2 separate regions of the Mus musculus genome follow, and region 1 is linked to region 2. The links are chromatin contacts, called in public HiChIP or PLAC-seq maps. All regions are on one chromosome and are shown on one strand. Each heading gives the region's core, a stretch centred on a gene start, on an enhancer-like site or on the middle of the called end of the contact. The rest is flanking DNA. Distances are from core to core; before and after follow the strand shown. Region 1 has its middle 160 kb from the start of 8430436N08Rik. Region 2 overlaps Tox (thymocyte selection-associated high mobility group box).

The links. HiChIP or PLAC-seq counts read pairs in DNA pulled down with a chosen protein or histone mark.
Region 1: an H3K27ac HiChIP or PLAC-seq map of large pre-B cells shows a contact between it and region 2, with 4 times the contacts expected there. The contact joins two enhancer-like sites. A contact is called at or near these places in 1 of 484 Hi-C or Micro-C datasets (bone marrow-derived macrophages) and 1 of 115 datasets of contacts at active chromatin or transcription factors (large pre-B cells).

Annotation. Positions count from the first base shown.
Region 1 is chr4:7,401,433-7,407,374 of GRCm38.p6, reverse strand. No RefSeq gene overlaps it. Among named protein-coding and RNA genes, the nearest start is that of 8430436N08Rik, 160 kb to the left of the region's middle. Within about 2 kb of position 1,599, at least 7 of the 459 cell types and tissues checked have an H3K27ac peak or open chromatin away from gene starts, as enhancers often do.
Region 2 is chr4:6,932,290-6,938,282 of GRCm38.p6, reverse strand. All of the region lies in intron 1 of Tox (thymocyte selection-associated high mobility group box), which reads left to right. Among named protein-coding and RNA genes, the nearest start is that of Tox, 56 kb to the left of the region's middle. Within about 2 kb of position 3,657, at least 44 of the 459 cell types and tissues checked have an H3K27ac peak or open chromatin away from gene starts, as enhancers often do.

The DNA.
Region 1 (5,942 bases), core at 350-2,849, 470 kb before region 2:
AATAGGAGAATGGGACCAGCTTTATAATGGTCTTATCAAAATGTGTGGGGACAGGTGTGCTTCATTAGGGAGATCGACAGAATGTGTGGAAAGTATAACTTTTTTTACTTTTGATGAAAATTTTTTAGATATGTGAGTCTTTTGTTAAATTACCTTCCTTTAAAAATCACACTGAATACCGCTTTTCTCTTCAGATTATATAAATCATTTGCCTTTTAAAAAAAGCCATGAAGCAATCTGAGTTAAATGCAGTCATAATATATTCCTTAGTAAAACACTAATACTGGATAATAAGGAACGAGGTATCTGTGAAATAATAGATGGCAAAAATAAAGTTAAACATCTATTTTCCTCATAATTTTCAAAGCTTATATAAAACTAGGAGCTATGTGAAGGGCTGCCTTCAATCTAAGAAAAATTTATGGAGAATACTTCAGACATTTAAATAAAATAGCTTAAAATGATGTGAATAGCTTTTTCTATTTATATTATTACTAGATACTGCAGTGCTAGGAGGCAAAAATTCATTTTCTATCTTTTCTCTATGAAATGTAGATTCCTATCTAAAGGTGAATGTATGACACTAAAGAAATGTAATAAAGTTTGATATAAACCTGATTACCTTCCATCTAAAAAATATAGCTGCAAGTCCTCCTAACTTTGTGCTAGAAATAGAAATTAGTGAGAAACTCAAGTTGGTTCTAAAATCTTCTACCTAAGGAGAAGTTATCCCAAGCTCTGAATCCCCAGGACAGAAATGAACTATATAAGAAATTATATTTTTCTAAAGAGTGTAATAGCTTTCTCACTCAGGCAAGACATCATGTTAGAAAACAAAAATACTATCACCATGCTAAATTACATATACCTTATTCTTTTACATACTATATTATAATACCTGCTTGTCCTATTTTTCTTTTGGCCAAATACTTGTGCATCTCTATTTGTTCAGTCAGTTTAGAGAAGGAGTCATGGAGATAGTTCCTCATCATGTGGAATTTAGACTCATTTTTGAGACTGCATGTACCTAGCTCTTCCAAAATCTCATGTAAGCACACAAACATATATGCATGCACATACATGTACATGCACACACAACTGCACACATGCATGCACAAGCACATATGCAGGAAGACACACACATTCACCACTATAGCATATGCAAAGGAAAATGGTGCTGCTTATATACCCCTCCGTGTGATGTGTCAGCTCCTGATTAGCTGCTCACTCATCACCCCACTACTACGCCCCGGGACGGGCAGTGACTTGGCACGAATTTACTCTTGCACCTGCGCACATTACTTGTTTACCAGTTAGGCACAGCGGAGGCTTGTAATGGTAATTGCTCACAGCTCTCCACAGGCACGGAAACATAAAAACAATCTCAGCACATTTGTTTATATTTCTGTTTTAAGTTTTCAGATGCTTTCATTGCAGACTCATGCCTTAGCTAATTCAGAGGATTAATTAACAGTGGGATTGGTTCATACAGTAGTTGATTCTCCAATCAGAATGTTTATTGTGTGTGTAGGGAGAGGGGGATTGACAGTAGAAAGCAGACAGGTAGCTATATTTGGAATTTTTCTTACGTCCTAGACTGATCATGCATACTTTTGATACTTGGGGCCATGGCAATATAACCACAAAATCCCAAGGGGAACAAAGGGTACTATAGTGTACTTTGCTGCTAAACAGTGACATTCCTTGATTCACAGGATATAAACCTACTGCAATCCAGAGGCATTGGGAATCTGCGTGGGATTGTCATATCATTAGAATTAGCTTAGAGCTCTAATGAGTATAAGGATTATGATATCTGTTTTTGTTGGACATTCTAACTCACTCTGTTTGGCATAAAGTTTAATTTCTCTTTGATATTAAACCATATCTTGCTTGTGGCTTAATATTCATGGTTTTATATACTACTATCTAGATTTTAAATTGTAACTTGTCTACATATAAGAAAATATTTTACAGATTTAAAATTGTATCCGGGAGATAAAGCTAAGCTCCAATAAAAACAGAGCTTTTAATTTTGAGGAAGTAATTGTAGGTTATTTCCTCTTTTGTGTTCCAAAATAGTAATACTGCATTCTTGAGCTGATACAGACTTTGATATTAATCATGTCTGAGAATATGAACTCTTTAACAGACATAAACATAGTAGATATGCAGAATATGTAGACAGCAGTAGTTAGAGAGAGAGAGAGAGAGAGAGAGAGGGAGAGAGGTGACAGATAGATTCTTGTGTGAGAGCAGCATAAGCCTGAATCTGAAGGATGTTTTCCCTCTGGATGCCTAATATTTGGTTCTTGATTATTAGAATGAAAAGCTTGCCTGACATATAAAATGTAGTTTGCTAATAATCTGTTATAGATTTAAATTAATATAAGAATACAGTATTTATATATGCTTTGTTCATAAGGATTTTTTTCTGTTTTAAATATGGTGATTTATGACAAATTCATCTTCTAGAAAACTCTGTGCTCCATGCTTGGCTAGATGCCCGATACCTTCTGTTTTCGGTACTTTATGAACTGAAGATTATATGAAAGTAACTCTAGCTTCAAGTTAAATAGTAAAGGAAATTGATCTGTTAAATTACCACCAAATATTTTAACAAAAATATATTTAAAAATCTGTCATTACTATATAATATGGCTTAAGTATTTATTATGAAACCTGAGAAGTAAAGGAAAGTTCCCCTGGAAGTGTCATGGACCTAAAGAGGCTTTCAGAACCACAGAGCAGAGACTGGGGCAGGGGCAGGCATGGGGGTGCACACCTCGGATCTCACCCTGGAGGCATAACTATGTAAGTTCTGGGACAGCCAGGTGTGCATAGTTCTAGACCAACCAAGGCAACATGATGAGACCCTTTCTAAAATAAATAATAAGCAAATAAATATTAGACAGAGAGAAACTGCAACAGACTACAAAATAAAAAAAAACAATGAAAAACTCAATATTTCTTCAACAATTACTTAAAAACAATATAAGCATCTTGATAAAAATGAAATATAATATATTAAATAACTAAAAAATAGGTATCTTGTTTTAAAGGAAAAGAGAACAATAGAGTTTTGCTTTCAAGTTCTGTAAAGAAGCCAAGGACAAACGCAATAACCTATATTATTTTGAGAAATTCTTGGACTCTCCTGACCACCACCTCAAAGGGGGATTTCTCATGCCTGGCCCTGTTTTTTGTTTTTAAATATAGATTGTCTGTGGCTCTTCAGAGTAACATTATCACCCCAATTAGTGTAACTAATCTGTGCGCGTGAGTGTGTGTAATTTTAAATGAATGTAAACTTGTATGTTTCCTTATTTTTTCTTTCTTCCATTTCACATGTATTACACTCCTTATCACCATTTTCCCACACCCTTTTCAAAGCACCAGACTCTTATCCCCTTCCCACCCTGTAGAGTTCTTTTCCTGTCTTTACCACACTTACCGTAATCCTTTTGTACTTTCTTGAATTTTGATGTTATTCTCTGTGCTAGGAAAGAGAGAGAAAGAGAGAGAGAGAGAGAGAGAGTGAGAGAGAGAGAGAGAGAGAGAGAGAGAGAGAAGAAGAAGAAGGAGGAGGAGGAGGAGGAGGAGGAGAAGAAAGAAAGAAAGAAGGAAGGAAGGAAGGAAGGAAGGAAGGAAAGAAAGAAAGAAAGAAAGAAAGAAAGAAAGAAAGAAAGGAGGGAGGGAGGGAGAGAGGGAGGGAGAGAGGGAGGAAGGAAGGAAGGAAGAAGGAATTTTACTTGTCTTAATTGTTTTTGTCTTTCTGGTCCTGGCTTTTATCACCCAATATAAATATGTCTAGGTTCACCAATTGACCTTTAAATTTCTGAGTTTATTTTATTTAGAGCTGAATGTGTTCTATTTTCACTATTCATTCATCAGTTGATGGGCATTTAAGTTGTTTCTATTTCCACATATTGTGACTAGAACTACAGTGAACATGACTGAGCAAGCATCTGGAAAAGATGATGTCAAATCTTTTGGACATGGCCAAAGAATTTTATACCTGACCATAGTAGATCTATATTTAGATTTCCAGACACTATTAGCTAAACACACCACACACCTCAGACACAAGACTTTGAGGAATCAAGCTGTAAATGATATAGAAACTTTCTCCAGGATGACTAGTTTGCACAGTATCTGAAGGTGCTATGCAAGTGGACAAAAGAAAAATGCAACTAATAGTGGTACCCAGCTGTAAAATCTATACATTTCAACAAGGACCAGCCTTCAGTGGTGCAGTATATATGTCTCCAGTGGTGCAGTAGTGGCACTTACACCTTGCAGGCAACCAACCATTGTCTGTAAGAAGAAACTCAGAGCTGATACTATGAACCTAGCCATCTCCTTATGAAATGGGAGGTCAAGGACCCTAGAAGAGAGAGAACCCTCCAAGGCTATTTTCCTAAAGCACTTCAATGTCTGGCTGTCTTCTAGACACTTATCCTTAGACCTACAGACAAAAATACGTCTTACCCCTCATCAAAGAAATTTCTTTTTGCAGTGGATGGAGACCATTACAGAAATCCACAATAATTTAAAATGTATAGAACTTCAAAATACGTGAAACTCAACCCTACATCAAAAGTACAACCTCCACACTTAAGACTCAGAGAACATTGTATGTGAAAGGGCAGAAAGACTGTAAGAGCCTGGCATTTTCTGAGATATGGTGTCTCTTATATTATGACAGAGAATAAGTATCCATGAAGTCTTATACAACATTATGACAAGTCCTGCATTGTAAAAACAACAATTGTCATGCCAATATAGTTGAGAGAAGGGTAAGGAAGCCTCTCCCATGTATGAAGAGCTACAGAAAATTAGTGGTTTCTGAGAAACTGAGAATCAGTATTTTCCAAGGACGTGTCCTGATATATTATCCAATCCCAAATAATCAACCCTAAGCACATAAACACATAAGTGACCCTAAATGAAGTCAGTTTGTGTGTGTGTGTGTGTGCTACAAGCCTAACCTTGCCCACTTCTTCTCAGGTCCAGTGCCTATCAAGCCCATGCCCCCTTACCTGTGCCCTTCTGACTATCTCCTTCCCTCCATCCGAGAGCAGAAAGAAGCCCAGTCCACCGGATCTTCCTCCATTTTTTCCATTTTCAAAACATATAAATTTATAGTTACCTGTATGGCATATTATTTCACAGGAACTTAGACAAAATAAGGTACATCTAGTCTCTGATACCCATAGGTTCAACATTTCAATCAATATTGCATCAAATAGATGCTTTAAATTGCCTCACTACTGGGCATATACAGACATTCCTTTCCTGTCATTATTCTCTGAAGAACCCAGTAAAACTATTCACACTGCATTAAATCACAGCCAGCACTGTTAGTGAAGCAGGGGTGCTTTCAAGTGTATGTGAGCATCGTGAAGAGCACTTGCAAGGGCTGTAGCATTTTATGTCATGGACTTTAACATCAGGACATCTTGGTAGTTTTGAGGACTCTTCTATCAACCTTTCTATAAATATTAATGAATGATGTAAATAAAAAATTCTTTGACTATCATGTATTACCTTTGTGACCAAGAGCAAATTCCTTAACTTCTCTGAGCCTTGGCTTGGTTTTTTTCACTAAATCCGAAATGCTGATGCTTTCATAACAATTACTACAATTAAAGTTCACTATTAATGCATGCAACACAAACTGATTCCAGGTAACATTGATTGTTCTAATAATGTATGCATTGTGAAATAGAACTTTCCTTCTCACTCTTAAGTATTACATTATTTAGTTTATTGCTGTGATAAAACACCATGATCGAGGCACTTATAGAAGGAATGTCTATTTTGGAGTTCCAGAGGCATAAAAGAGTCAATCATAGTGGGTTAGCATGGCAGTGAGTAGGTGGCATGCTGGCTACAGCAGCAACTTCTCAGCAAAGTCCACATCTCAGTTCACAAAAAGG
Region 2 (5,993 bases), core at 2,408-4,907:
GCTTTGTTGTTGCTGCAGCTAGTTTTGTTTTTCCTGCATGTGTTATAGTTATCTTTTTTCTCAGGATATGCATAGTGCAGAATACCTGGCTGTGTACATGAGTGTGGAGGCCAGAGGTCAATGGAAAGTTTCTTCCTTCCTCACTCTCCTCTGTTTTTGATGAGGATCTCTTGTGGAACTTGATGATGACTGGTCAGTGAGCTCCATGGAGCTACCTGTCTCTCTTCTCCCAGCCCTGGGGTTATAGGCATGTGGCACTGCTTATATCAAATGCTGGGGTTCAAACCTCAGCTTGTGCAGTAGCTCTTTACCCACTGAGCCATTTCCTCAGCTCAAGATTTAATAATTTAGAAAAACAATATTTAATTTAGAAAGTGTAGATGCATGCATGTGTCCATTTGTGTGTATATGTATGTATGTATGTATGTATGTATGTATGTATGTATGTATAAGTGAGAAAATGATGTTAGATCCTCTTGAAATGGGTTACAGAAGATTGTGAGCCTGCCATTGTGGGTGCTAGAAACCAAATTTAGGTCCTCTGTAATCTCAGCTTGAACCTTTAATTGCTGAGCCCTCTCTTCAACCTCCCAGGTTTTAACTTCTTATGTAAAGTCATCCAGCTCTTCTATCTCCTTGGAAGGCAAGACTGCTTTCATCACTGACCAGCAGAACTCTGTGCCCAGGAAAGGGTTGTTTGCAAATGAACATGCAGCTTCTTGTCAGCAAAAGTTTAACCTCTGTGCTTAGTTTCTGTACTTTCATGGGCTCGTGTTCACCAAGCTTCTCCAGTAGCAAAGACTCCATGATGGAAAAGTGAACAGAGTCCTCCTGAAAGGTGTTTCTTGTCACAAGCAAGCTCTCCCCCAAGCTTTCCAGGACATAGCTGCCCTGGTTTCCAAATGCCTGTACCAAGTTCAGCAGCTCTGGAACACTTTGTTCCTCCCATTGGACACACTGGAGGTGAACTTGGCTGTGCTCAGCTGCCCAATCACTGTTTTCTTGAAGTGGAAAATAGAAACTATGAACTCTGATATTCTTTACCATGTTAAAAAAAATCAAGGTTTATTTCATAGAGGGCCCATGGATAAAAGGTTTCCTGGCCTATCCCGTTTATTATATGAGTGGTGCGCATGTCATACTGAGGCCTGTCTGCAAAGAAAGATGTGGGGTTCTTGACCATTCACAGATTAGACATTTGTCTCCTGAAGTGGAGAGTAAGCTGTAGTGTGCGTTCTAAGGCATTCTATGGGTCTTTCCCAGTGACAAATTTCTTCTCCTTTTGACTCACAGAACTAGAAGTGTTGGGAATACTCTATGTGCACTCTGTATCTAGCTGTATGACTCGCAACCCTGAAAAGAATTGCTGTTTCTAATAATCATTATTACCAAAAAAGACAGTGTTCATAAGGATGATAAATGATACAGTATGCCAAGCTTCCAATTCCATGATTTAAGTCTTACACAGACCTTGGAGAAATAGCTAATTATTCATGGAGCACCTCATATTGCTTGCAGAAAATATGGAAAATGAAACTATAAAAATAAGTAATTCTACCACTCAACATGCATTTTGTTTTGTCATTTACATATATAATATGTAAGTATATATCAATCGTATGCGTACTGTTATGCACATGAGTTCTGTATGGAGAGGTGGAGAGACAGCTCTTGGGGGCAGAGAGATTGAGGCAGATACACATGGTGAGTGGCGGTGGGGTGGAGGAGGGAGGTTAAGAACTGATTTATTTATATTGAGACATAGGTTCTAGAACACAACAGTTTTCTTTTTGGTGAGTAGTTTTATGGCTGTTAACCTTGGGTGTGTTGAGAGTGCTAAGTGAGACACTGGGCACTAACACTTACTATTTTGGTGTGCCAGGATAGTGTGCTAGTATATCCTTTCTCACATACACTCCTCCTTCTCGCAGTCTGCATGCGCAGTGTGTGCTGTGAAGCCTCACTTCCATGTAAGTGGTGCTAGCAGAGCGCAGTGTAGTGCCAGATGCTAGACGCCTGTGTGTAATTACTTTTACAAGACAGCTCATTAAAAAGATCCACTTTTATATGGTGGTTTTCATTTTATGCTTAATAACTTGCTTCGATTTTTTAAAATATGAATTTCCTGGTTAACAACTTCACATACAAATCCTAGTACATCTTCTCCTCTCTCTCATGGGATAACATGCGGGTCCCTTCCGTAGCTAAGACGAGGTCCAGCTCTTGAATATTGTCTGTCCTTCGGACAAGCTGACACTTCTGCAGACATGCAGACCTCCTAAGCTCTTCTGAGATGTTCTATTGGACTGGGGAACTTTCATCTGCTTCCAGGACAGACACCTGGCTCTTTTCTCTTCCTGGTTGCTCCTCACGGAGAGCATACAGCAGCATGAATACTTTCTTTCTTGATCAGACTCTGAGAACAGGTGGAGAGTGGCTTCCCTATTGCTATAGCAGGGCAGGAACTTCTGCACTAATCTACAGTTTCTTCATATAATGAGTGATATGTGTCAGGAATTTTTCTTGGCTCTCCATAAAATACACTTTAATTTTAAGTCAGGAAATAATAGAATAGCAAAAGTCACAAAGTACCGTTTTGCCCTGTCAAAGATAAAAGCTGACAATCGTAGAATGTTCCAGAGACATTGAAAAGCCAGGATAGGGGAACTTTAGCCTCAGACCTTTTACTTCAGGTTTACCTCATCGCTTCTGTGTAGTTGTGTCAAGACAGTTTGTGGGGGGTTATTATTTTGGGGGAACTCTTAAAATGAATCATTTTCTCTAAACTGCTATGTGATGTCTGGCCAGAGAACTGTCAATAAGCTTGGGTTGTTCATGGTCACAAGGCAGTTACTTTAATCTTCTTAAGTAATTCTAAGGGCTGACCTGGGTGCTCCTGCTAGGTTACTAATGTCTTCCTGGGGTTTAGAAAGACACTGCCCTTGTACCCTCGGATGTCATTCCCTGTACGCTGCTCAAAGTTACAGTCTGGTGATTCAAAAGTCCTCATAAAGCCAATGAATGCTGTTGTCTATACAGCACCAGCATGTGGGCTTGGGGAAGAACCAGGTCTCAGCAAGCCCTGTGCTTTGATTGGGAAGGCCTTAGCACTGACAAACGCCAACACTTTCTACTATGCTAGTTTCACTTTTCCCTTGAGAATATTTGGCCCTGTGACTGATTTGGTTTTGACTGTGGTATGAGGTGGAGGTGCCACATCTCTTCCTCCCCACATTGGCTCCCAGTGGCACCTTTATCAAGAGTAGAATTTCCCATCAAGAGGAGACTTTGCTTCTCTTTCTTTTCCTTTAGTTGTAGGCTCAAAAGCTCAGTCATCCATCCATGTTAGCAGAGCAGAAACCCTCCCCTCCTAGCCTGGGCTGCCATCTTGCTCAGTAGCTAGAACTCTGCATTTGCAAAAGGCTAACAGGCCAAACAAAAGGGAAAGTGGTCACTTGGGGCCTTAGCTTTTTGTTCTTTGGCCCTGGCTTGAAAACCGTTACCTTTGAGGGGACAAACAGCAAAAAGCCTTTCTGAGGTCCCTGCAAGCTGGTGGGAGCCAAGGGTTGGTTTCTGTAGGTTTACAAGGAGGGTTGTCCCCTGAGGCCTGTTGGCACTGGTGCAAGCTGTGCTCTCCTATGATAGTATAGCAGCCTGTTGTAGGCATCAGCTCCAGGATGTAGCCCAGGGTAAGACAAGCAGCCTTGCTTATTAGCTCTGAGAAGAGTGGCTGGGGAAGTGTGAGCTGTTAAAATGTAGCAGATAACCTAGCCCGTCTCTTCATTCTCCATTCCTTCTCTTCCCTCTCTCCTCATCTCCCCAACTCCTCTCTTTCTTCCTTTTTCTCTTTTTTCTTTTTCTCTTTCTTCCTTGTTTCATTCTCTACTTCTGCCTCATTCTTTCTTTTTCTGTCTGAGGTGTGGTGGCTAGGGGCACCCAGCAGAGAACATTTGTGTAATTTATGAGACTGTGTACATTTAGAGCAATGTATTTGGTTTGTGGTGAGGAAACTTCCTTTTTCAAAGTTATAATGGGCCAGCCTTTAAGAGATTCTCAGAACTACTTTTTTTCTGTTGTTGTTCTTGGAAGTGTTGCTAAATGTATTTCTGAAACCATATATTTATGTCAGTAAAAGTTTTTTAATACCAAACCCTAAGCTTTTCTTCCCCTTTAATTATTGAATCCTGACAATTTTAAGGTATGGGATTCAAATCACAGAAGCAGTCAGCAGCACACTCTAAGCTAGATGATCAGGGTAAAAGAAAACAGGCCTGTGACATGGGAAACTGGCAGAGGCTTTGAATCTGACCTACAAGCAAAAGTGGTTTCCTTTTGCCAGAAGAAGGAGGATGAGAAAGGATCAGGGTGTTCCTTGTATGCTAATAACCCTTGTCCTCATGCCTATTCAGGAATTGTTTATAATAGAGTTAATTATAGTATACATTATTTATTGGTATTATAGTGTGATCATTTGATTAATACTTACAGTATTTTCTATTGTGTACGTGTAGCTTTTACACACAGTAATTTATTAGAGGTCTCGGGCATTTGTCTTCACATACTGAGCCAGGAACACTGAGTGGGAGATTTCCGAGTTAGTTCAAGTGGTTGAGTATACCACAGTTGCATCATTCTCTGATTCTCCCCCAAAATGGTTAAAATTAGTCCCAGGCTTCAGATGCAGAGTTGAGAGGCCGTGCTTAACACTACTGTTCACAGCCTTCGTTCTGAAAACATAAATTACATAGGCTCTTTTTAAACTGTAGACTGTCATTTCCAGTAATGTAGAACACACAAGAGAACTGCTTGATTTGGGATAACTATAATTCTAAGAAAAACTGTTAGAAAAACATCATCAAGGAATTCTTTTACCTTCCCTTTCCATGGAATACACTGAACATTTTAATATCTCAAAGCTCATGATTAGGTCCAAAGCCTGAAGCATTGAACACATGGTCTCAATACCATTTCTGCATCTCTCCACATTCCCCAGTTTCATAAGGAATGTAGTGAGTCCTTGGCAATAACTCTTCCCCACAACACTGTTTGAAATACATGGCACTTACAGAAAAATAGTATAAAAATGTCAGTATGGAACAGAGAGTATTGTAAAGACAGCAGTTGTAGATATTAGACAACTGAATTATTGGTCTTATAAAAAGAATGAAGCAACAGTCAAGATTATGTTTTATGTTTTCTTTTCTAGTTGAAGCAGACTAACATATTTCTCAGACAAATCTGTTGTGATTCTAGAGGCATTAACATACTTGTGTGCATGTGTGTGTGTGTGCAAGAGAGACACAGCCTGAGACAGACAGACAGACAGACAGACAGACAGACACACACACACACACACACACACAGACAGACAGAGAGAGAGAGAGAGAGACAGAGAGACAGAAAGTAGAGCAGACTGGGTAAATAGAGCATGTGCTCTGTTCATCATTTTGCCAGAGATTGAAAATCCTTATAATGGCAAATAACAGTTTTTCATTGCAACAAAAGGTTGAAAGGAAGAGAGAAATATTAAATTTTTGGAGCCAAAACATTATCATGCTTTGATTTTAATATTGAATAGCTTAGGTAATGTGAGAAAGCATGTTTTACATCAAGTAAAATACTAAGGAAGAAAATTTTTATAGCTGACCTAAACAGAGTTTGGTTTGACAATATAAATGATGTTTCTTCATCCAGAAATTGTCACGGGCATTCTTTGGAAGGTATAATCCTCATTAGTTTTATTTACAAATGGGTTTCAAAGAAAAATTTTAGGTCTAAGCCCTGAATCATTTAGAACTGCACTTATCATTGTTTGGACTTGGATTTTGCTCCCAAAGAAGCAACATAACTGTAGAGGACATTTAAAATTCTTTATGTTTTTTGTTGATGCTGAGAGTGGAGAGATTCGGAGCCTCCTGTCTGCTAAACATGACTCTAGCACTCACCAAGGCCTGAGACCCTGCTTTCTCATCAGAAAACTGTTAGGAGCTGGG